Regions from separate parts of the Mus musculus genome. Here regions 1, 2, 3, 4, 5 and 7 are each linked to region 6. A link is a contact called in public promoter capture Hi-C data. All regions are on one chromosome and are shown on one strand. Each heading gives the region's core, a stretch centred on a gene start, on an enhancer-like site or on the middle of the called end of the contact. The rest is flanking DNA. Distances are from core to core; before and after follow the strand shown. Region 1 holds the start of Rfx5 (regulatory factor X, 5 (influences HLA class II expression)). Region 2 holds the start of Pex11b (peroxisomal biogenesis factor 11 beta). Region 3 holds the start of Ankrd35 (ankyrin repeat domain 35). Region 4 holds the start of Polr3c (polymerase (RNA) III (DNA directed) polypeptide C). Region 5 holds the start of 4930481B07Rik (a long non-coding RNA gene). Region 6 holds the start of Mrps21 (mitochondrial ribosomal protein S21). Region 7 holds the start of Psmd4 (proteasome (prosome, macropain) 26S subunit, non-ATPase, 4).

The links. Promoter capture Hi-C pulls out the DNA fragments that hold promoters and counts their contacts.
Region 1: a promoter capture Hi-C map of liver shows a contact between it and region 6, with 4 times the contacts expected there. The contact joins the promoter of Rfx5 here to the promoter of Mrps21 in region 6. A contact is called at or near these places in 4 of 39 promoter capture datasets (hippocampal neurons, liver and pre-B cells), 1 of 115 datasets of contacts at active chromatin or transcription factors (bone marrow-derived macrophages) and 2 of 9 other capture datasets (adipose tissue and pancreatic islet).
Region 2: a contact with region 6 is called in a promoter capture Hi-C map of liver, with 4 times the contacts expected there. The contact joins the promoter of Pex11b here to the promoter of Mrps21 in region 6. A contact is called at or near these places in 4 of 39 promoter capture datasets (hippocampal neurons, liver and pre-B cells) and 1 of 9 other capture datasets (pancreatic islet).
Region 3: a contact with region 6 is called in a promoter capture Hi-C map of pre-B cells, with 5 times the contacts expected there. The contact joins the promoter of Ankrd35 here to the promoter of Mrps21 in region 6. A contact is called at or near these places in 3 of 39 promoter capture datasets (hippocampal neurons, liver and pre-B cells) and 1 of 115 datasets of contacts at active chromatin or transcription factors (microglia).
Region 4: a contact with region 6 is called in a promoter capture Hi-C map of liver, with 2.9 times the contacts expected there. The contact joins the promoter of Polr3c here to the promoter of Mrps21 in region 6. A contact is called at or near these places in 4 of 39 promoter capture datasets (hippocampal neurons, liver and pre-B cells), 1 of 115 datasets of contacts at active chromatin or transcription factors (bone marrow-derived dendritic cells) and 1 of 9 other capture datasets (adipose tissue).
Region 5: a contact with region 6 is called in a promoter capture Hi-C map of liver, with 3 times the contacts expected there. The contact joins the promoter of 4930481B07Rik here to the promoter of Mrps21 in region 6. A contact is called at or near these places in 4 of 39 promoter capture datasets (hippocampal neurons, liver and neutrophils) and 1 of 9 other capture datasets (pancreatic islet).
Region 7: a contact with region 6 is called in a promoter capture Hi-C map of liver, with 6 times the contacts expected there. The contact joins the promoter of Psmd4 here to the promoter of Mrps21 in region 6. A contact is called at or near these places in 3 of 39 promoter capture datasets (hippocampal neurons and liver) and 3 of 9 other capture datasets (adipose tissue, liver and pancreatic islet).

The regions. Positions count from the first base shown.
Region 1 is chr3:94,952,726-94,955,853 of GRCm38.p6, forward strand. Rfx5 (regulatory factor X, 5 (influences HLA class II expression)) reads left to right here and starts at 1,383. Exons shown (of 10, transcript NM_017395.3): 1 at 1,383-1,526; 2 at 2,290-2,421; 3 at 2,627-2,660; 4 at 3,021-3,103. The coding sequence starts at 2,309.
Region 2 is chr3:96,633,453-96,636,861 of GRCm38.p6, forward strand. Pex11b (peroxisomal biogenesis factor 11 beta) reads left to right here and starts at 1,978. Exons shown (of 4, transcript NM_011069.3): 1 at 1,978-2,291; 2 at 3,222-3,337. The coding sequence starts at 2,236. It overlaps Rbm8a (RNA binding motif protein 8a), which reads left to right. Exons shown (of 6, transcript NM_001102407.1): 6 at 1-339.
Region 3 is chr3:96,668,534-96,671,868 of GRCm38.p6, forward strand. It overlaps Ankrd35 (ankyrin repeat domain 35), which reads left to right and starts at 1,598. Exons shown (of 14, transcript NM_001356538.1): 1 at 1,598-1,916. The coding sequence starts at 1,878.
Region 4 is chr3:96,725,922-96,729,254 of GRCm38.p6, forward strand. Polr3c (polymerase (RNA) III (DNA directed) polypeptide C) reads right to left here and starts at 1,518. Exons shown (of 15, transcript NM_028925.1): 1 at 1,428-1,518; 2 at 1-78. The coding sequence starts at 59. Rnf115 (ring finger protein 115) reads left to right here and starts at 1,690. Exons shown (of 9, transcript NM_026406.3): 1 at 1,690-1,989. The coding sequence starts at 1,888.
Region 5 is chr3:95,014,152-95,017,780 of GRCm38.p6, forward strand. It overlaps 4930481B07Rik (a long non-coding RNA gene), which reads left to right and starts at 1,378. Exons shown (of 2, transcript XR_003954670.1): 1 at 1,378-2,126; 2 at 2,490-3,629. It overlaps Zfp687 (zinc finger protein 687), which reads right to left and starts at 1,306. Exons shown (of 9, transcript NM_001357863.1): 1 at 1,169-1,306.
Region 6 is chr3:95,870,224-95,873,435 of GRCm38.p6, forward strand. It overlaps Mrps21 (mitochondrial ribosomal protein S21), which reads right to left and starts at 1,291. Exons shown (of 3, transcript NM_001355759.1): 1 at 1,230-1,291; 2 at 271-392. The coding sequence starts at 353. It overlaps C920021L13Rik (RIKEN cDNA C920021L13 gene), which reads left to right and starts at 1,299. Exons shown (of 4, transcript NR_040446.1): 1 at 1,299-1,462.
Region 7 is chr3:95,040,994-95,044,662 of GRCm38.p6, forward strand. Psmd4 (proteasome (prosome, macropain) 26S subunit, non-ATPase, 4) reads right to left here and starts at 1,621. Exons shown (of 10, transcript NM_008951.2): 1 at 1,515-1,621. The coding sequence starts at 1,540.

The sequences.
Region 1 (3,128 bases), core at 133-2,632, 920 kb before region 6:
AGGGAAAAGTTATCACAGTACTAAATTCTTTTTTCCTCTACTTGACCAAAATTCCAGTGTTCACCACCAAGCAGGGAACTCCAGGAGTGTGCCCCCTAGGAAGGAGATGAAGTACACCCAGGAAACGGAAACATGAATAGGCAAAGGTGGGCAAGGAGAAAATACAGAGGAGGACTAGAGGCTCAACAGACAGGCTTTATTCTAGAGCATACCTGCAGAGGGGGTGGGGCCAAGTGTCTAAAGTGGAAGGACCATACCATTTCCTTTTGTGTCAGCAGTTGCTATGGGTAGCGAGACAGACAGGGTCAGGCAACCAATAAACATCTCCTGTGGTTTACCCAGGTAGGAGGGGTAGGGTGAGGAGAAATCTGGAAAATGAGTTGGCATTAGCTTTGGCTTAACTAGAACGGAGGCACTTTATAAAATGGCGATACCACGGCTAACAACAGAGAAAAAAACATTTTCTCTTAATGTGGTACAGCTGCTAAGGATTTGCAGATTCTTTGTGGAATGAGGGGAAGCCTGCAATCCTAGAGGCTGTTGGCCACAGGGATGGGTAAGCAAAGAGGGAAGGACGAATGGTTCAACTTGTGTTATTTTATTTTATTAAAGTTACAGGACTTTATAACGAATTTCCATCAGTAGACATCATTTTCTAGCAAAAATTTAAAAATATCACCTACTGATTATTTCGGACAGCTCTGACAACCAAAGGCAACAATCAAACATGGTAGCTATCTGTGGCCATTCCATTTTGTAAAGCTCCCCAATTTTGTTTAAACAGAGTTCCTGAAACCTAAGAAATTTGGTTCTCACAACCAAAGTAACTTGCTTTTATAGATTCGTGCTTTCCACGTCCTTATCGACGCCCCAGTAATAGAGTTGTTTGGCTTTTTTTTAATCAAACCTTCTTACATTTTTAACTCATCTTATTCCCCAGCTACAACTAGCCAATCACTTTCCTACCCTGTAACTCCTGTCTGTGGTTCTTGGATCCTAGACGGCATCTACGTAAATCTTCCCAAGTAAAGCCCGCGGTCGATCCCTTATCCTCTTCTCGCTGATTTTACAACGCACAGGATCAGAAAGCAAAAGACCAGATGCTCCAGAAGCAGCCAAGCGCCCGGGCTTTCATCCTGCGGTCCCTTTAAGAACAGAACCCTTTCCGGGCCCGCAGACCTAACCGACCCCAGTTTTAACCGAAACCAACCTGGACTTCCCCCTCTTGACTCAAATAAGACTAACTTTGGATTTTCCCTCCCCTCTCGACCAATCATATTCTGTTACCAGGCAGACTTTCACTGCCTTCGTCTTGGAGGCAGCAACGGCCAATCACAGAGCAGGCCGTGCGTGTATCCAGGCAGATCGCGGCTGGCATAACCATTCAGAAAAAGGAAAAATAAAAGCAACGCACGAGCCCGCCGGCTGGGCACCGTGGGGCTGGGCAGGAGCTGAGGTAGCCACAGGGTAGTTTCTCTTTCTCTCTCACCTATCTAATGTCCGTGCTGGAAGGCGACGGTTCCGAGGTAGGAGGGGCAACAGCACTCCGGAGCTAGCAGGACCAGCTCCTTGCCCCTGCGCACGTGCCCGAATCTGGGACCCTGTTCCCCGCAGGGTTTCCTGCGCCCAGCCCCCTGAGTTCGGAGACCTAGCCCAGCACCTGGGGTTGGGGTGGAGGGGCCCGAGGGGAGTGGGGACGCTTCGGAGTGGGATGTCGTGGGATGACGTAGGGTCCGCGCCGCGGCGAGGGGGGCAGCGGGGGAAGCCGTGGCGAGACTCAGTAATGAGAACTTGGGCCCAGTTTTTTTCAAACCTGGAAAGGCCGAGTATGTTTGTATCCCTTCCGACCTTCCAGGCAAAATCAATGGCGAGGAGTCTATTAGAGGATCGGAGAACTTTGACTTGTCGTTATAGGTGTTGAGGGGGGGCGGCTGGAGGGGCTTGGGGGGGGGGGGGCTGGAGGTGTTGCAGCACTGGGAGAAATTGTAAGATTTCTTTTAACGTGGACTTCTCCACCCCTATCCCTTCCCATAACAGTTTTCCAGATTTGGGAGACTTCAAAAGGTGGGACATATAGAATGGAGATGTCAGAGATCTCTTTGGGTATACAAGGGCCTGATAAAGTAACAGAATAATTCTAATTTTAGAGAAGGCAAGTGGTGTGGAAAACCACTGGAGGAAGCTTTGCTTCTGTTTGTATTTCTGGGTAGAGACAGGAGGACTGCCTTGGGGTCTCTAGGAGAAAGGAAGCTTGGTAGTAGTTAAATCCTCAGCGATCTCCTCTCTCAGCTGTAGCCCTCATGCTGGGATGGCAGAAGATAAACCTGATGCTAAGAGCCCCAAGACTGGGGCAAGGCCCCAAGGTGGTGCTGACGCTGGAGAACCTACCACCCTCCTCCAAAGGCTCCGAGGTACCATTTCGTAAGTAATTGTCTCTGTCTCCAAACCCTGTTCCAGACCCAGCTGTAGATCCTTGTTGCCCTGCACTCCTTCCTCAGGCAAGTGTTTCAGAGCAGGCAGGCTGAGGTCTGTGGTCCGTAGCTGTTTGGTCCTTTTTCTGTCTCTAGCAGTCAGACAAAGGGATGGGGAAACCTTGTGACCTCCAGCTTTCTCTTCTTCTCCACAGCAAGGCCGTGCAGAACAAAGTAGAGGGAATTCTGGTAAGCATGCTGGGAAGGGACAATACAGGTGCCATCGCTGAAGGGTAAGGGTGATGTTGATGTGAGAGAATAAAGGTTCATGGGGGAGAGGCGGTGCTGTCCACGTGTGAGGATCATACTTTATCCTTCTGTGACCTATGTAGGAGATGAAATCAGACCCAGCCCCTTGCCCTTTCTCCCGTTCTCTCCATGACAAGCCCATAAGGTTGCCAGCACAGTGAGCACCCAACCTCAAGTCATTTCTTAGGTCCCCTTTCATTCTGACAACCTGACATCGAGTCAGCTGGTATGGTCGAGCTCAGAAGATCATTCACTGGACCCGTGGCTTCATTTCTCCACCTCTGTTCCCTTCTGCCTCAGCAAGAAGTACAGAAATTCTCGGACAACGACAAGCTGTACCTCTACCTTCAGCTCCCATCGGGGCCCAGCGTTGGCGAGAAGAGGTACTTTGGTGGTAGTGTTTATATG
Region 2 (3,409 bases), core at 728-3,227, 760 kb after region 6:
TGAAAGGGGATGGAAAGGGGGGAAACCTCATCAATTTACTGTGTGACCTTCTAACTCCCCTTCTTTATACAGAACTTAACCATGTACAGTAGAAACCCTCTTTAACATACTATGACTTTAAAACTTGAGCTTAAAGAAGTAAGCAATTTCTTGGGGCTGGTGAGATGGCTTAGCGGGTGGGTAAGAACCACCTCTTCCAGAGGTCCTAAGTCCAAATCCAGCAACTACATGGTAGCTCACAACCACCTGGAATGAGATCTGATGCCCTCTTCTGGTGTGTCTAACGTCTGCTACAGTGTACTTACATATAATAATAAATAAATCTTTAAAAAAAGGCAATTTCTTACTATTCCTAATGTCATTCTTTATACCATAAAATTTTCAAATTTTGGCTGGTACACGCCTTTAATCCCAGCACTCAGAGGAGGCAGAGGCAGGCAGATTTCTGAGTTCAAGGCCAGCTTGGTCTACAAAGTGAGTTCCAGGACAGCCGGGGCTATACAGAGAAACCCTGTCTCGAAAAAAAACAAAAAAAGTAAAGTGAGGATGTCAGATATATTGGAGTTAGAAACAGTTGTGAGCTGGAAGAGCAGACTGTACCCTTAACCACTGAGCCATCTCTCCAGACTCCTCCCTCACCCCCACCCCACTTTCTTTCTCCAGGCTGGTCTGGAACTCACAAAGAAAGATCTACCTGCCTCTTCCTCCCAAGGCTGGTATCAAAGGCATGCACCACCACTACACAGTGGTTTTGGTTTAAATATCTAATGAGGTTTTTGCCTGCATGTATGTTTATATACTATCTGTGTTCCTGGTGCCTGAGAAGATTAGAACAGGGCTCCAGAGCGTCTGGAACAGAAGTTACAGATGCTGTGAGCTGCTATGTGGATGGGGGATTCAATCTGTCTTCTGGAAAAGCAGCCAGTAGAAAAGCAGCAGAGCCAACTCCAGCCCTAGATTTCTTTTTATAGTGGTTGTAGAGATCTTGTTTGTGATATTGTAGGTTTTTTGTTGTTTTGGTTTTTTTCCTCCTCACAACTATAGTCAGGCTATTGCTGCTACAGGCAAGTTTTTTTTGTTTGTTTGTTTTTGTTTTGTTTTTCAAGACAGGGTTTCTCTGTGCAGTTCTGGCTGTCCTGGAACTCACTCTGTAGACCAGGCTGGTCTCAAATTCAGAAATTTGCCTGCCTCTGCCTCCCAAGTGTTGGGATTAAAGGCGGGTGCCACCATGCCCGGCTTCGCTTTTTTTTTTTTTTTTTTTTTTAAATAATGTGTAAAGGTGTAAAAGTGTTTTCCTTGTGTACCATGTTCATGCCTGGTACCTGCTGAGGTTTGAGAAGGGTGTTGGATCCCCTGGAGTTTACCCCCCTACTGCCTCTCCCCATCCACTTCATTTCTCTTCAGAAGAAGGCAGGTCTCCGTTAGGTATCAACAGCATGGTATATTAAGTTGCAGTAAGACTAGGCACCTTCTTTGATTAAGTCTTTCATGAGGCAACACAGCAGGAGGAAAGGGTCCCGCAGAATCAGAGACAGCCCCTGTTCCCGCTGTTAGAAGTCCCACAAGAAGACCAAACTACACAACTATAGCATGTGCGAAGCAGTCTCATGCAGGCTCCCTGTAGCAGTTCAGTCTGAGCCCCTATGGGCCCAGTTTACTTGACTCTGTGCATTTTCTTGTACAGTCCTTCCCCTTGTCTTATGCAAAATTCTCCAAGGTCTGCCTAACTTTTGGCTGTGGGTCTGTGCCTTTGTTTCTACCAGTTGCTGTGTGAAGCCTCTCTGATGACAATTGGGCTAGGCACCAATCTTTGAGTATAGCAGACCATCGTTGTCAAGCGGCATCTCATTACATCCGCTTTCCCTAGGACAAATAGTCTAGGACAGGCTTCTGCTGTTCTGGGCGTTTGGGGCGGGTGGCGTGTGCGCCTTGGCGGCAACCTACAGCGCCTCCTGGCTCCCGCAGGCCCCACCCCTTGCTGCTGAGAATTTAAAGCAGAATGTGCTCCTAGGGGCGTGCTTAAAAGCCGGAGACCATCCCAGAGAAGGGTGAGCTGCCGGAAATGCACCCACGATCTCGCTTCGCGTCCTGAAATTCCACTTCAAGGCCGGCTCCGGCTGCTTGGCTTTCCTGCCGCCGTTTGTCCCTCGCGAAGCCCCGTTGCTCGCCCAGGAGGCGTGACTTGGGGCTGGAAGCAGGCGGGCCGCTGCGCCGTGGGCCCGGGCTGCCGCTGTCATGGACGCCTGGGTCCGCTTCAGTGCTCAGAGCCAAGCCCGGGAGCGGCTGTGTAGGTGCGGCCGACGGAGGAGCGCGGGCGGGAGGGCAGAGCAGGGTCCCGCGAGGCGACGGGCGCGCTACGGGGTCCCTAAGGGTCAGCTGTGGCTACGGGGGCCCGCGCGGCCCCGGAGGCGTACTCCGCAGCCGGTTGTGAGATGATTCTTCCCTGCTCAAGGGAAAGATGGGGAAACTGAGGCATGAGTGGGCCAGCGGGGAGGCCACCTAGGTTTACTGTGTCCACAGAGAGCAACAGTTTCCTCGCTGCTGTGGTGGCACGAGGGGCGATCCTCTCGGTTCTGCGTCCTCTCACCAGTTGTGACCTAGGAGCCTCGCTATCTCGGCTCTTCTTCGGTTTCCATCAGTCCAAGAACCTTAATCTATCTCTTAGTTTACCTACCCGGAGAACTAATCTGCCCTTCAACTAGATCTTCCTCTGTCGTGTTTCATGTATAAAATCGCAGTGTGGACGTCTGCGATGAACCCCGGGCTGCTTACTGGCCCTAAACTTTAGGCCTCATCATTTTCAAAACTCTTAGTCTCTTAACTCCAAAGAGTGCTCTCCACCATCTTCTAGGCTTTATTTTCCTCGCATGTCTTTCCCTTCCCCTGGCTTTGAGGAAAAAAATGGAAAGATATTGGTGTGAAACCGAGGAAGTGTCCCTGGTGGGGTTTTTGTTTACCAATTATTATTTGTCTGAGTGTTTGGTCTGCAAGAATGTATGTGTACCACATGTGTGTCTAGTGCCTGCAAAGGACAGAAGAGAGTGGTGGATCCCTGGAACTAGAGTTACAGACAGTTATGAGCCACCGTGTGGGTGCTGGGAGTGGAACCCGGGTCCCCTGCAAGAGCAAGTGCTCTTAACCGCCTCACCAGCCCACGGAGGATATGGTTGGCAGAGGGGTTAGGGAGGCCTGTCCCTTACTCTACGTGTCCTCCCCTCCAGGGCCGCCCAGTATGCCTGTTCCCTTCTCGGCCATGCTTTGCAGAGACATGGGGCTAGTCCCGAGTTACAGAAACAGATTCGACAACTGGAGGGTCATCTGAGCCTCGGACGAAAGTGTAAGTAAAGCAGACCTTCCTCTTATCATCCTCAGCTGGTAGCCCATGGCCTCTCCTCCCGTTCTGCCAGTT
Region 3 (3,335 bases), core at 348-2,847, 800 kb after region 6:
CATCTAGGTGATGGTAAGAATGACCAGTAAGGCACACACCAAAATGCACACTGATAGGCAGGTTGTCAGAGTTTTAAGGGAAATTTTACAACAATGAAAAACACTTTACATGGATTAAGAAAGTACAAGGGGGGGGGGCTGGTGAGATGGCTCAGTGGGTAAGAGCACCCGACTGCTCTTCCAAAGGTCCGGAGTTCAAATCCCAGCAACCACATGGTAATGAGATCTGACTCCCTCTTCTGGAGTGTCTGAAGACAGCTACAGTGTACTTACATATAAATAAATCTTAAAAAAAAAAAAGTTGCAAAGGGCATTATGAATGAATGGTCTGCTACAACAGTTTAAACTTGGAAGTTTGCCAGAAAATACTGAGAGTGAAGGCAGGCTTCTGGTTTTGGTTTTTGAGACAGGATCTCTCTGTTATGTACCTCTGGCTGTCCTGGAACTTGCTATGTAGACCCACCACACAAGACTGGCCTCAATTTACAGAAATCTACCTGCCTCTGATTCCGGAGTGCTGAGATTAAAGGCGGATGCGTCACCACACCTTCTTCAGGCTTCTGTTTCAGAAGAACCTTGAAAACCATGTTAAGAACTTTGGGCCTAAGCCGGGCGGTGGTGGCACATGCCTGTAATAATAGCACTTGGGAGGCAGAGGCAGGCAGGTTTCTGAGTTCGAGGCCAGCCTGGTCTACAAAGTGAGTTCCAGGACAGCCACGGCTACACAGAGAAACCCTGTCTCGACCAAACAAAAAAAAAAAAAAAAGAAAGAAAGAAAAAAGAAAAGAACTTTGGGCCTATAGCATCTTGGGGGGGCGGGGGTGGGGGTGGGGTCTGCTGCTAAGCCTCACTACTTTAGTTCAAGCACCGGATTCACAAGGTGAATGGAGAAAGCCAACGCCGGTTGTCTTCTGACCTCCACAAGGGTGCCCACCCTTAGCGCATACTCATGCCTCAGTAAATGAATTAATGTAAAACACTTCTAAAAAGAATTTTGGGCTTTATTCCATAGGGTTCCATGAGTATTTGGGTGGGCTTGCTTGGTTTACAGGGAGGAGAAAGGAGAGATGGGAAGGCCAGACCAGTTGGCTGCAACTAATACTTGTCAAACAAGAATTACTAAGAAGTGAGTCTAAAGGATAAGGAAGGTCGGACTTTTTGTTTGTTTGTTTGTTTCTTGGAGTGGGGAAGCAGACAGTAAAAACTCTCCCCTTGCTGCTTTCTAAGATCTGCGTTAGTGATCGGCTTGATCCTTTGAGTTTTGTCCAACCTCTGGTTGCAGTGGGTCACAAATCACCCATTGGTGATCAAGTCTGCTTAGTGCATCACGTTTCCAAACTCTATAGAAGATCTTGGGGCGTTGGGAGGGAGGGGATGAAGCACACACAGGTCATGGCTATGACTAAGAGTCATTAACTGGTAAAAGAGGTTGGTGACATCGAAGCTTGTGGAGGTCCTTGAGAGGGGGCGGGGGCGGAACTGGGGGTGGAGCTCCAAGCAGAAAGACGGGGGACTTAGGGCCTGGAAGTCGCTGGTGCGGAGGCTGCGAGCATCCCTCTTGGATTCGGTAGGTAACTACAGGGGGCGGGCTTCGGCTGAAGGGCGGAACTTGAGAGCCAGCCAGGGTGGCCGCAAAAGACTGCGGGCTTTTTGCCTCTGCAGGGACGGGGTTAGGCAGGGCCAGAGGCGGGGTTTTAAGCCCAGCCTTCAGTTGAACGTCTACGATTGAGCGGGGTGGGATCTGGGGCGGGGCTTGGGGCGGGACCCAGTCTGCTTTTTGACAGCTGTCTTTCGGCACAGCCGTAGCCGAGTTGGGTTAGGAACTTGTGGCCCGGCTCTCTGCGCGTCCCCGTCCCCCCGTGGCCCTAGCCCCGGCCATGAAGCGCATCTTCTCCTGCTCCAGTTCACAAGTGGCGGTAGGTGCCAAATGTGTGGGAGAAGGGCTGTGGCTGGGATTCAAGCCCTGTGTTGACAGAAGTCCTGAGTCCCATCTCCATGGATGATCGCATTAACCCTGCCTGCATCAGTCTTTCCTGCGATGTTAGCAGTTCTGATAATGCGGTCGCCAGCCCTGGTAACTGAACTTATGGGTGTTATTAAAACCCTGTCCCTTAATCTTTTCCTTCCCAAGGTGCTTCCCCTTGGCTCCTTTTCCCAACATATTTGGCTTCCAGCTTCTGGTATGCTTTCTAAAGTTCTGTTCTCTTCCAATGACCCTGGTCTCTACTTCAGCTGCGGCTCCCAGTACCAACCCACCTCCAGACATCTGCCCGCCCCCACCCCAGCCTTTAAATCCGTTCCTACTTCTATCCCTAATTCCTGCCCTATAGCTTCACTTCCATCCTTGCCTTCTCACAACGTTCTCTCTCACATAGCTCCATTTTTACTCTTTGCTTTCTGCCCCTAACAGTATTTTCTGCCCCCAAAGTATTCTCACCCCAGTGCCTTCTTCCAACCCTTCTTCACAGCCTCCTTTACCAAACTTGCCTCTTCCACTCCATGACACTGCCTCTTCCACTCTCTCAAGCACCAATCCAAATCTCTTTCCAAGCGTCTGTCCAACATGGGGCCTCTGTTTTCTTAATTTCCAGTGACCTTTTCCTCAATATTACTTCCTCTACCTTTTGCCTGGACCTCCTGCCTGCTTACAGTGGCTTAACCTTGCAACCTAGCTAGCCAGACAAACGCTGTCAGAGGACAGACAAGTCTCCTGGCTGATCCCCAAGAGCCTGGGTGAGTTGCCTGCAGAATTTACCCTGGCCAGTTCTCTGTACTGTCTAGTCTTCAGACTGGTTCTTGGGACCAATCAAGTTCTGTCTGGTTCTCCCCCCATCCCACCCCACCCCCAATTATTCCTTTGTCTTGTTTAGCATTTGTGTTCATTTTCTTTGATTGAGTTAGGGGAATGAGATGGTGAAGGAGAAGACAGAGTGGATCACAATGAGAGAGTTCCTGACAAGGGTTACTCTCTTCTCCGTTCTCTCCCCTCTAGAGCAAAACAAAGATTTTGGAAGATGGTGGTTCAGGGAGGATACAGTTGTCCTTCTCTAAAGAGTTCTTCCGGAGTGGCCCTCTGTGGAGGGAATGGCGTCTTCTGAGGAGGTTGGGGGTATGAGTCCCTTGGTACTAATATTGCTTAGTTGACGCGTCATTCATTCATAAGCAGATGTGAGAAATGTTTGGTTATCTCACTGTGCCTGGCAGGCCACAGAAACCTGGCAGAAACCTGTGAAGCAAGAGTAAGAACTGTCTAGGCCTGTCTCTGTCCCATTTACATTTGCTTCTGCATGGAGTTTCTACACACTGACCAAACAGTAAGGGCCTTTACTCTTACA
Region 4 (3,333 bases), core at 268-2,767, 860 kb after region 6:
ATCTCACCAAAATGCTCTTGCAGCAACAAAGAACACAGTTTAATCTCTGCTTGAGTCATCGTTCTTAGAGCCTCAGAACTAGGAAAGAACAACAATATAAATTCACATATTTTTTTTCTAGAGGGCAACTTGACAATATAAATCAAACCCTCTATATATTAAGGCATATATTTGCCTTAATATTTATAAGTTGAGATCCTTTGTTCCAAGGATGTAGTAAAAACCATGCCATGAGTTCTCTTCACAATACTGGCATTGACATAAATAATCTAGCATCTATCAATAAATTATAGTATAACCTTAAGAGAGTATACTATGCCAACATTTAAAATGACTTCATACAATATAACTACCATAAAATATTCCTAATGTGTTGTCATTTAGTAATTGCAATGGTCAGATATGATGGTGTACACTGCCTGTAATTCTTGCACACAGGAGACCAAAGTCAAAGAATCAATAGTTCCAGGTCAACCTGGGCACAAAGTGAGTTCAAAGCCAGCCTGTGTTATACAGCAAGACTCTGGTGGGTAATACACCCACCACCCACCAAAACAAAGAACTAGAAAACTAGACATCAAATTTGTTTTCTAAAGCCAGGTATGGTGGTGCAAGCCTACAATTTCAGCACTTAGGAGGTGGAAGTATGAGGGTCAGGAGCTCATGGTTACATATTGAGTTCAAAACCAGGTTGGCTACATGAGATCCTATTAAAATTAAAAAAAAAAAAAAAAAAAAGGCAAGCCATCCTCCCCTATATATGCCATTTATTTTAATGGGAATATATGTGGTTTGTGGTTCCAATAATCTTTAAAGACTGGATTCATCTCGGTATGGTGGCTAACATCTGTATTTCCAGCACTAAAGCTAGAAGACTGTCATAAACTGAAGGCCAGCCTGGGCTACATAATAAATACCAAGCAAATCTGGTCCAGAGTGAGACCTTTAAAAGCAAAGGGGGAGGGAAAGTGCGAATAACTTTCTGTCACAGATACAAAGACCTAAGGCTCATGACCCAGTGGGGTACAACTTATTCCCAAGCCATAAACCACGACTTAGATAGATAAAGTAAAAAAAGAGCTTCTTAGGGTATTTCAATTAGGAGATGAAGTTATGTTCCATTGAGAACCATATTAAATTTTTACATCATGAGACACAAGCAGGAATGGGTGTAGTTGATTTTGAAATTACCTCCCTATCACAAGCTCCAACTCTCTCGAACCTAAATTTTTGTCCCTCTTGCCACAGTGTCGCAGAGAAGACTATTTCACTTAGCCACACACACGTCTTTGGAGAAACATCCTTAGACCAGTTGCCATCCTTGAATGCATTTCCTGGCTCCTCTCCCTTCATGCAAGTTTCTGTTCCGGACTTTGTTTCTTGGCCCTGAGTCAGGGCCTCCTCATTCCGGCAGCGTTTTCACTAACCTCAGGGTCGGGGCTAATTTAGAAGCTCCAAATGTTGTCCTCCCGAGGCCAGCAGCCTCAGCTCATGAGCTTCCCATCGCCCCTTCTTAGAAGTAGAGCACCATCCAGGCGGACGCGGAAGGGTCAGAGCACGGGCCGCTCTAGCCGACAGTGTCGGTGGTTTCCGGGGACGCTCTTTCTCTCCTCTCGTTGGGAGGCTGGAGGACCGGCCAGGGGCTGTCTGAGGTGCCGGCGGGCGGGCTCTCCTCTGCCTTTGGTGCCGGGAGGCGGGCCTCGGGTCGCGTGGCCGCTGGCGGGCGGGCCTCTCGGGGCCGGGCGGACTCACGTGACCCTTGCGGGCCTCGGAGCGGCGGGCCGCCCAGAGGAGGCGGCGACGGCGGTGGCGACCGCAGCACGGGAGGTAGCGGCCTGGGGAGGGACCGCCGGCCGCCCTTTCGGACATCCTCGGCGGAGGCGAAACATGGCGGAGGCCTCGGCGGCGGGGGCGGACGCGGGCTCCGCTGTCGCCGCACACCGTTTCTTCTGCCACTTTTGTAAGGGCGAGGTCAATCCCAAACTACCGGTAAGAGCCCCGTGTGTCCCGCGCTCCGGCGCCGCGTAGGTCCTTGGCTCCTAGGGCTGGAAACCGGGTCTTAGGCTGCCCGCACACCCGTGATTCCCTTGACACCGGTGTTCTCGGTACCTGCTGCCCGCTGTCTCCGGGCACTGGTCGCAAACCCTGGGCATCAGGGCCAGGGTCCTGCCTATCCCTCATTTCCGCGGCGTCTCCAATCAGCCCCTCATTTCGCTTCCGCTCTTTAATACCACCCCCATCTTTTTTTGTCTCCTCGGTGAATTCTCGGGCAAATCTGCGTCCAATTTGCTCTCAGTCCCCTTCCTTGTCTTTTCGCGATGACCTATCCCCTGTACTCTTTCCGTTTTTGCGGCTCACCTACTCTTTATTTTTCTTCCCACTTCTCAACCAGATCCTCCCCCCTTCTGCATCCTCAGTGAGCCGAAATAGCATATTGCTGAGGACTTCTTAGTAGGTTTTGTTGAAGTACAGAAAGAGGAGGTTTGGAAGGTAACAGGGAAGAGGGAGATTTTGTTCTTCAGTGGTTTTTGGGTTCTTGTGAAAGTGAAAATAGCAGTGTACCAATGACTTGCAGACTGCGCTCCCTGTTGCTATCGAAGGAAATGGCTTTGGGAAGAAGGTAGGACGTACTGTCTCAACTTATTTTGGATATCACGTTGCCAGTGTCTTTAGCTCCACTTTCCTAGCCCACCCCCTCCATTTTTTTTTTTTTTCTGCCCAGGAAAACAAAAAAAGAACAGAATGTTGGGACTGCTTTCTCTGATATAAAATTGGCTCTGCCAGGCTGTCAGCCAATAGAGAGGTAGGGCTATGCTTTAAGAAAAGGTTTCTGCAGCATGCTAGCCAGTGCCAGCGCCCCCAATTATAATAAGCCTTTTTCTTGTTCGGTGGCGACATTTCTTAAAACGAGTGGCTATGTCATAATTTATTTTATAATCACAGTATCTTGAATACATGGTGTCTTTCTGTTTTTTGTTTGCTTTTTGCACCAAAGTCTCACCATGTTGTCCTGGCTGTCCTGGAACTTGCTTATTCGGATCAGGCTGGCCTAGAGCTCACAGAGGTCTGTCTGCTTCTGCCTTCCTAGGGTTGGGATTAAAAGTGTGCACCGCCATTCCTGGCTTTGAATACACTCTTAAGAGAAGGCCGACTAAGTTTCTGTGTCATAATTAGCTATATCTACTGTGGGTTGGTTTCATTTGCTGCCTTTGCTTTATGCTGATGTGCTGTCTGCCATATTTCAACTTGGGAAAGTTTTTTCCCCCAGCATATATTAGAACTCACACTCTAGAGAGGGAGTCTGGAATTGAGCCACTGTGTGTGTAAGATCAG
Region 5 (3,629 bases), core at 128-2,627, 860 kb before region 6:
CCTACCTCTCCCAACCACCTCCCTCTGGCGTGCAAGTGACTTGGAGGTCATCCGATAGCCACCTGGAGCAGACAGTGGGCCAAACACAGAGGCTTAAGGCCAATGAAGATCCTCCACTCAGCCGCCAGGCCTGTGGAGCTGCCATCTCCCTACCTACTTTCCCCCTCTGTTCTTCAAAAGCAAAGGGGGCTTAACAAGAAAAGGGTGAACAGACACCGGTAGGGTGGGGGCTCCATTGCCCTTTGCCCAAGGCCTACAGCGCAGAGCAAAAGGAAGGGGCCAGAGCACGGCCAGGGGCGATTAGGTTGCGGCCAAGCTGGGCAGCGGGCGGCATTTAAGTCCCTGCCATCTGCCAGGGACTGGCGCGGAAAGTAAGTCCGGGGTTTCGGGTAGGGGACAAGAAGTACATTTAAAAACTAAAGGGTAAACTGAGGCGAGTGGTGCTTCTTTCACTTTCACCGGCTAAGAACTCAAGGGAGGGCCTCGGTGAGGCCAGGCCCTTAGGATCTGCGGCGCTGCACATTGGGGGCCAGGACTCCCCGGCAGTGGGGAGTGGCGCGAGGGGAGTGGAGACACAAGAGGGGGCGGTCCCTGCGTGATTCTAAGCTCTGCAGCCAGGTCAGTCCAGACTCGAACCTGGTCCCCTTCATCTCTGCGCGCCGGGCAGCTTGCCCTGTCTCTGACCCCCAGAGGCTCTCCCCAGACCCGAGTGACTGCAAGGAGCTCGCCAGGATCGAGGCGCTAGCCTGAGTCCTGCCTGGGTCCGGACGCTGACCAGCACCCGGTCGGGATGCAGGCTCCTCTCCTGCTGGGCCCAATTCCCCCGCCCCCACCGCCCGGCACGGACACCATTTTAGGTCGCGACATCCCGCAGCCTCGAGTCCCCCGGCCGCACTCTGACTGCCTCTCAGTCTAAGAGCGCCAGGACTTAGGGGTCCAGGAACCCCCTCCCACGTTACCAGGCTAGGGGGCCGTGCTTCCAGCAAACTGGAGTTCCCACCGGTGGTCCTCGAAGAAGAAGGCGGCGACCCGGCCAGGCCAGCAGCCGCCCCAGGGGGCGGCGGCACGGAGAAGGGGGTAGTTGACCAAGTGGGGGAGGGGCAGGGGTATTTACCCGCCCCCCCGGGGGGCGGAGCCAGGGGCGGGTATTTGCCGCGAGCGTGCTTACTTGTTCCGATCCTGGTGCGGGCTGAGACCCTACGGCCTCCTCCCGGTTCCAGCCGCCACCGCCGCTACCGCCGCCGCCGCCCTCCCCGCGGCCGCCGCTACTTCCTGCTTCTCTCCGCTTCGGCCTCCCCTCTCCCTCAGCTCCCTCCGTGCTCCTAGTCCGGGCTGCCCGCTTTCATACTCGCCATTGGCTAATGGACCTGTCATTCAACTGTGAGCCCCACCCAGTCCCGTATGGGATTGGCCCTCCATACCCCGCTCGGAACTGGCCCCTCATAGTCTTCTCATCACTATTGGACAAAGGGCCTGGGCCCTGTGGAGAAGGTTCTCCCCATTGGCTGCTCCGGAGTCCACCTGCCCTGTCTGAGCAGCCCGAAAGCCATTGGCCGCCGCCGCTGTCGCTTAGCAAGAAGCCAGCCTTAGTCTTCGCTTTGGGTTGCGAGGGGTGACTAGCTAGCTCAGAAGCGTAGCCATCCTCTCTCCATTGGTCGCTCGAAGCTGGACACTGTGCCTCACATCTACAAACTTAGGAACTCTAGCTGTATGGCGGCGCGTCTAGGGGAACCTCGTCGGCTCCGTGTGGAACCTGGGTGTTTTAAGTGTTCGTGCCGTTTCCTCAGGCTAAGCCGCGCTCGAACGGATGCGGTGCTGGGGGTCACAAAATGAGGTGCCACCCCCAAACATTACGTCATCGGGGTGACCATTGCCTGGGGTTCCTCGCAGTCTAAACTGCTTTATAATCCGGATGGATGCGGTTCTGGCGTCCGCCTGCCTCTGGGCGTACGCACCACGCACGGCCCCTCCCTCTGCGGGAGAGCTGGACAGACTTTGGGATTCCGAGTGTAAAAGAAACCGGAACCACCGAGACCTGAGACCTGGGACACGCTGCGACCGGAAGTGGGGGAGGTGACGTTGGGAAGTGCTGGCGTGGCCTGGGCCACAACCAAGGAGAGCTTAAGGTAGTATGCTGATAGGCTTCTTACGCGAGAGAAGGAGGGAGCCCAGATCTATTTCCCATTTAAGAGAGCTCCCTTTTCTCCGCCCCTGACGGGAGCTGGCATTACTGTTCCCGTTGAGCTTTCCCGCGCTTTGCTGCCCCGCCCCTTGGAGGTGGGAAAAGGGGCGGAGTCGCCAGGGAGACGAATTGCCTTGACACTCACCCACCTGCGCTGGCTCAGGTTTTTGCTGGATCCATCTGCAGGCCCAGTGTGCCACCTGGCGCGCTCTCTACCCTGGCCCCGCGCCGCCGCCGCCCACCGCGACCGCAGCCGTTTCAAATGACAAGGGTTTTTAAATTTCTGTTTTATTTTCACTTTTTGCAGTGTTCGGAGTGGAACCTAGTGCTTCACCCAGTCCAAGCAAGCAGCCCACCGACATAGCAGCTTGGCGAGTGTTTTTGTTTTGTTTTGGCGATACTGATTATTGGACGTTGGGAGTCGCACACGCTTGGCAGGTGCACTCGTAACACTGAAGCTACTCTATACCCTATCACTTTTTGGGACAGGGTTTCCACTAAGTTGTCCTGCCTGCCTAGTAACTAGGGCTACACTGTTGCGCCATCAGGCCCAGGTTTGGGTAAAGCTTTTAAAAGAAGGCTCTGTTACCTCCCCTTGGACTCCCATAGCAGTGGATCCAAAAAATTCAGGCTTATGTATGGGAGGAATCTTGGAACCACTACATTCCACATGATGACATCAGACAAATCGTTCTACCTCCCTAAACCTATTGTCTCATGAATAAAATGGTAACTATAATATCCACCTGCCAAGATTATTTTTGTGAGCATGAAAAGCTTAGAAGGCAGAGTGCTATTTATATAGCGATAGCAAACAACGGGATAAATGCAGCCCCTACCTTTGCCTCATCTGCCATATTTCTCAGAGGTGCTGCAGCTCACAGAACTCTTTCTGAATAACGAGAGTTCTTTACTGGAGAGCTGAGGCTGTGGCTCCGTTGGTAGATTATATTTTACAAACTTGGGTTCGGGTTTTATGCTCATAATCCCAGCACTTGGAAGGTGGCGGCAGGAGTACCAAGTTCAAAGCTACTTTTGGCTCCATAGGGAGTCTGATTTCCACCCGGAATACATGAAACTCTTGAGTCCAACAAGGGAGAAAAAACCCTACTGAATATATTCCATTCCCATATTTTCCTCTGGGTCTTTCTATAGGTTTAATAATTACTATTCATATACATGTATTGTGATTAGAGCTTTATGTTCTCATTAATCCTTACAACTCTAGAGGAAAGTATTAGTATGGTCATTTTATAGAGAAGGAAACAAGCACAGGCAGGCTAGATTAACTGATTTACACAAAGTCAGAAGCAATGAAGTTAAAATTTTGAGAATTCAAAAGAGTAAGTGGTGAATTACAGATTCCCTTGCCAAGAGAATTCTGTATAGAAATTTGTTCTTCAATTAGATGTACTAGTCATTTGTTTAAGAAATATTTTTCAAACTA
Region 6 (3,212 bases), core at 41-2,540:
CAACCATCTGTACTGAGATCTGGTGCCCTCTTCTGATATGCAGGCATACATGCAGGTAGAACACTGTATGCACAATAAATAAATTTAAAAGAAGAAGAGGAGGAAGAAGAAAGAGGAGGAGGAGGAGGAAAAAAGGAGGAGGTGGAGGTGGTGGTATTCAGAGCCTACACAGAGCTGGCACCAGTGGTAGGCTTTATGAGGTGGTAGGCTGGGTGCAGGATCACCTCACATTTCCCACGGCTGGTCCAGGCAAGACTCGACTCATTTTACCTGTTCAGGGTCCGGTAGGCACCTTCCACGTTCCCCTCCTGAACCATCACTGTCCTGGCAATGAACTTCAGATGTTTAGCCATGGCCTCGTATTTAAATCTTCATTCTTCCGGGACTACAGACTGGACATCGAGCATGGAAACCAGAGACTCAATGTAAGAGAACAAAGCCCAACAGAGTCACAACTTACCATAGGTAGTTTTTATTTAATTTAGCAACAGAACCAGCTTGAGATCCACAGAACTGGGCTGGAGGAATTCTCCATATCTTAGTAAGTACAAGTAAGTCTGGAGAGATGGCTCAGTAGTTAAGAGGATCCAAGTTCGATTCCCAGTACCCACAGGGTGGCTCACAACACATACAGTCCCAGGGAATCCAACACCCTCTTCTGACCTCTGTGATGCACAGACATACATGCAAGTAAAACACTCACACACATAAAATATAAATAACTTTTTTTTTTAATGAAAAAGTACAAGCAAATTGTTAGCAACATTTCTTTCACTACGCAGTGATATGGCTTAGCAGGTAAAGGCGCTTGCCACCAAGCCTGATGACCCGAGTTAGAGCCCTGGATCCTTACGGTGGAAAGAGAGGACAGACTCCTGCAAGCTGTCCTGACTTTCGCCCCTCCCAACCCCCCGGTCACACCAAGAAATAATTAAAAGATAATTGCCGGGCAGTGGTGGCCCACGCCTTTTATCCCAGCACTTGAGAGGCAGAGGCAGGCGGAACTCTTGAGTTCGAGGCCAGCCTCGTCTACAGAGCCAGTTTCAGGGCAGCCAGGGCTACATAAAAACACTCTCGAAAAAGCAAAGCAAAGCAAACCAAAAAATAGGTTTCCGCTGAGAGTTAGAAAGAACTCTTCGTCCGCCTCTAGGCACCACGCGAAATCTTGCCCTCCCGCCATACTCGCTTTGCAGCTCAGTGAACCCCCCCACACCCCTCGAGCTCCCTACCTGGGGCCTCTGAATTCGGACTCCGGGTCTCTGCGGACCGGAAGCGGAAGCTACGGAGTCCCGCGACGGGAGGAAGCTACGCTGCAGGGCTCAGCCGACTGCAGCTCCGCTTACCGTCTGACCTTGCGAAGGTTCGGTGCTGAGCGCAGGCGCTGGACTTTCCGCCTGACAGTCAAAGGAACAGCGTCCTCACCTTCCTATGGAGGAGTCGCGGTCGTCGGGTCTGCGAGAAGGTCAGCCCGATCCGTAGCTCTAATCCTGTTAAACTTTTACTAGATTTGAGCGATTTCGTTTTCTGGATGGGAAATGGGAAGCGTCCTGAGAATATTTTCTATTTAAAAAGGACAGATCTGCTCACCGGGTGAAAAAAATGGCTCCACACCCCCTAATCTGCCTAAAAGTTAAGAAAAGAAATTACATACTGTGAGTTTCCCATTGCATCAGCTACCTAAGCCATTTCATTAAATAAAGTAGAATCAAAAAGAAACAAATGGGAAACGCCTGCAGAATTTTAAATCAAAATATTGTTGTTTTAATGCCAACTTTGCCATTTGTTGCCTTGTAAGATCTAGTAGAATTTTTTTTTCTTCCATACGTCTGGACAACCCTATGTGTATGTTATCCCCACATCTCCATATATGGTTATTTACATGGGTTTAGAAGTATCCATATACAGAAAAACCTACCCACAACACACACAGATGCACCCTCATCTGTTACTTCTTTAAGGGATTTGCTTTTATTTTGTGTGTGTGTACGTGTGCCTGCGTGTATGTATGTGCACCGTGTGCGTGCGTGCGTGCAGGAGCTCAAGAAGGATTGGAGAGGTGTTGGGGCCCTGGAACTGGAGTTAATAGGAGGCTCTGAGCTGCCATGTGGGTACTGGGAACAGAACCTGGGTTCTCTGCAAGAGCAATTAATTTTCTTAACCACCGGGCCATCTGGCCAGGTCATTATCAGTTAATAGGTATTCACACAAAATTTAAGCCTGCCTCGTAGTAAGCCAAATCCAAAGTCCCAAACTGAAGCTAGACACCTTTGTGCTTGTCAGCAAACCTAATTGAATGACTGTCCTCTGCTAAGCACTGCTGATACTATTCCAGTGTCTCTTGTACAACTGACAGTATGTAGACACAATTTTAGGCCCAGTCGCATATAATAAGTGCAAAATTAATTCTATGGACAGTACGTAATCCGTTAGAAAGGAGTTCTAGCTTCAGATTCTAAGCATCAGCAGACGTATGACTTTGAACAAGTTACTCAGACTAGGGGTCTGCACTTTTTGTCTAAATAAAAATATTGGAATACTACCATGTTTATTTGTTGATATTATACGGCTCTCTTGGGCTATAGTGGTAGACTTGGGTAGAAGAAATGGAGATCTGTGACCTACAAATACTTATAATCTAGATCTTGCTAAACATGAACTTTCAATCTGGCTTCTTATTTGTAAAATGATGCTAACATCTACTCTGTTGGTCTCACAAAATTGGTCATAAGAATCGAATGGGCTCACAGTCAGCTATTGGATGGATCACAGAGCCCCCAATGGAGGAGCTAGAGAAAGTACCCAAGGAGCTAAAGGGATCTGCAACCCTATAGGTGGAACAACAATATGAACTAACCAGTACCCCCAGAACTCGTGTCTCTACCTGCATATGTAGCAGAAGATGGCCTAGTCGGCCATCATTGGGAAGAGAGGCCCCTTGATATTGCAAACTTTATAAGCCCCAGTACAGGGGAACAGCAGGGCCAAGAAGTGGGAGTGGGTGGGTAGGGGAGTGGAGAGGGGAGGGTATGGGGAACTTTTGGGATAGCATTTGAAGTGTAAATGAAGAAAATACCTAATTAAAATATATATTTAAAAAAAGAATCGAATGGGATATAATGTAAGATAATTCATTAATTTTTGTTTTAATTTTAAGGTTTATTTTATTATTATATGTGTATGAGTATTTTGCTTACATGTATGTGTGTGCCTAC
Region 7 (3,669 bases), core at 371-2,870, 830 kb before region 6:
TAACTTTCGAGATTTATATTTATTGTTTTTAGGTGTGTGTGCGGGCACCTACAGAGATCAAAGGCACTGATCTTCTGGTCCTGTCAAGAAGGCAGCAGCGAGGGGCGTGGTGGCGCACACCTTTAATCCCAGCGCTCGGGAGGCAGAGGCAGGCGGATTTCTGAGTTCGAGGCCAGCCTGGTCTACAAAGTGAGCTCCAGGACAGCCAGGGCTACACAGAGAAACCCTGTCTCGAAAAACCAAAAAAAAAAAAAAAAAAAAAGAAGGCAGCAGCAAACAACATGGGTGCTTGGAACCAAACTCTGTGCTCTTACCCACCCAACCATCTCACCACCCTCAACAAGTAACTATTTTGTTGTTGTTTTTGTTTTATTTTACCACCTTTTGAGACAGGGCTTCTCTGCATGTCCTAGAACTTGCTCTATAGACCAGGCTGGCCTCAACCCCTAAGAGATCCACCTGCCTCTGCTGCCCAAGTGCTGGGATTAAAGGTGTGTGCCACTACTGCCCGGCCCCAACAAGTAACTTGTAAGAGCAATATTTGGGTTGGACTTAAAATTCCCTTTCATACTAAAAAATCACTCATGATTTGCTTGAAATTCAAATTTAACTGGGCATTCTGGTAGTCTTATTTTGAGACAGAACCTTGCTAGGTAGTCCTGATCATGAAAACTCCCTGTCTCATCCTCCAAGTGCAGGAAACCAAGCTTAAGCCATCCTGCATTTAGGTGGCAGTGCTAGCCAATCTCCAAATGAAAACATGGGCCTAGTGACTCAAGTTTTTAATCCTACATACTCATTCCAAGTTCAAGGCCAACCTGTGCATCTTCTCAAATAGCGACTTCAAAGCCAGTCTGAGCTACAGTGTCAAAGCTCCATCTAAAACAATAATGATGACAAATAATAAATGCAATCCAGGTGTGTGATGAGGCTCATTGGTAGAGCACGTTCCCAGCGTTCACAATGCTCTGGATTCAATTCCCAGAAAACACAAAACAAAGTCCTCTTGTAGCCCTGAAAAAAAATATGTTCTCAGCTTTCTATTTATTTTCTTGTCCTCAGTTTCTAATCTAACTCTTAATAGGTACTCATCCCAAGTATAAACCTGATAAAACCTAGTTCATCCTGCTTATCACGGCCTCTTAATTTGCTGTGTGACTACAGCGGATCCCCTAAAGTCCTTCCGACTCATTATGAGACAAGGACTATTTTCCAAGAATGCGGTTGTGAGGTTTACATGCGATAAAGTACAGAGAAAAGAAAAACTTGGAGGCGAGTGGAGGGGGCAGTTGGCCTCTGCTTTATGGGAGACCTGAAATTCAGGGAAGGGAACAGGAGTTCCCGGGCCTGCGTTCCTGGGCCGGGATGACTCAGGGAGTCGTCTGCCAGAGTCCCGCGGGCCCCGAAGCCACATCTCGCCCGGCGACCCAGTCCCCAGCCCAGGCCCTCGGGTTTCGGCGCCACGCGCACCAACAACCCAGACGCGCCCCCCAGCCACGTCCGAAGCTCCTCACCAAACCATAGTGCTCTCCAACACCATCTTGCCTCCTTCCCTCTGCGGACCGGCTCCGGGACTGACAAACAACAGCACCTCCGATTGGCCTGGTGCTCATCACCAATCAAAGAACTCAGTCTTCATGCTGCCCCGCCTCCGCGCCCCGCGGTGTGTTCTGGGACTTGTAGGCGCCACAGAAATGGAAAGGTTGGTTATCCAATAGAGTTGGCTACCTTCGCAGCAGCTTCCGGAACAGCTGTAAGCTCTCTGCACTCGCCTGGCAGCAACACTCCAGTGTGAGGCAGGAGAGCTGTAATTTACCCCCTCTTCTGCTCTCTTTCTTTTGTATATTTGGGTTTTTGATTTGTTTTTGTTGTTACGGTTTGAAAAAGGATGACAGCAATTCGCTGTGGAGCTCAGGCTAATAAACTCTATTGCTTCACCTCCCAGTGCTGTTTACAAGGGGCACACTCATGCTAAGATCTGAACTGCAATTTCCAGGCCAACGTGGGCAACATAGCTACTACGTAGTGACACTGCCTCGAACACATAACAGACACTCATGAGTGCATACACTACTGTGGATATGTCAGTCCAAGCATAATCACTTAAAAAGTGTGTCAGCATCGTTAACCACATTTTAACTTCCTGTTTCCCATTGCACTGTGTTTATGCAACTGCTACAAACACTTGTATCCTCAAATTCGATTTACCTATCTACTGCCTACCAAAAAAAAAAAAAAAAAAAATCTATGCAATTCCTAACTCCAGTATTGAGTCTGACAGGATGAAGGAATCCAGAAAAGTTTTGACCAATTAAAAAAAAAAAAACAAACCAAAAAAAATTTTTAAGCGTTTGTGTGTGTATTCAGGCCCTGCAGAGGCTGGAAGAGAATATCAAATCCGGAACTGGAGTTCCAGGCAGCTGTGAGCTGCCTGTCTTGAGTTCTGGGAACCGAACTCTGGTCCTCTAGGAAGAGCAGTAAGCGCTCTCTCATAAGCACTGAGTCATTTCCCCAGCCCGCAGTAAACACCATGTAATCACCCAAGGAACGAAGGATAGCCAGCAAGTTATTTTGGTTTGTTAATTAACCTTTAACACCAACCCTTGGGAAGCAGAGGCAGGCATCTGTGGGTTTTAGACCAGCCTGATCTATATAATGAGTTCCAGGGCAGCCAGGGTTATACACAATAAGACCTTTTCTGGGGGTCAAAGAAAAGAAGACCTGTTGGCACTTGCCTGCGATCCCACCTATATAATGGAATGATTACAAATTCATGGTCATCTTGGAAATTTAGTGAGAGAATTCTCAAAAATAAAAAGGGAGAAGGGCTTAAAAGATGTCTCATAGTTAAGAGTCCATCCTGTTTTAGTAGAGGAGTAGCATTCTGTTCCCACCATCCATATGGGGTGGCTAACAGCTGCTTACAATTCCAGCCCCAGGGGACTTGATGACTCCTTCCGGCCTCTGTGGTTATTCAAGTAAACACACACACACACACACACACACACACACACACACACACACCTACACACACCTACACATACACACAGCGAGAAAGAGAGAGAGAAACATATATACACACAGAGAGAACATACACAATACACACAGACACCTTAAAAAATAAGAACTTAAAAATGAACGAGTACCTGAGGAGGGCCTCAGTGGTCAGTGCTTGCTGAGCACAGCCAAGGCCCCAATTTCAACCCTTAGTAAAAATAAACAAACCCCAACACTACCAAAAAAAACCCCACAAAGTTCTGCCAGGCAATGGTGGTGAAGGCCTTTAATCCCAGTACTCAGAGGCAGAGGCAGGCCGATCTCTGAATTTGCTGCCAGCCTGGTCTACAGAGTGAGTCCAAGACAGCCAAGGCTACACAGAAAAACCCTGTCTCCAAAACCAAGACAACAACCACAAAATTCAAAATGCTTTGATTAATTAGTACCCCACAACCCAGGAAATACAATAGGAAATCCTGGTCCTGGTTTCTAGTTCTTGCAAATGCTTTATAGATTTTAATAAAGTATGCTTTAGCTAAACTTACTTATTTGTTCTGCTTTTAGGAGTACAGTTTTTCTGTCTTTAAAGGCTTTGCTTATTTTATAATTTTACATGTATGTGTATTTTCCTTCTTGTATGTACGTGTACCACATGCATGCAGTGTCTGCAGA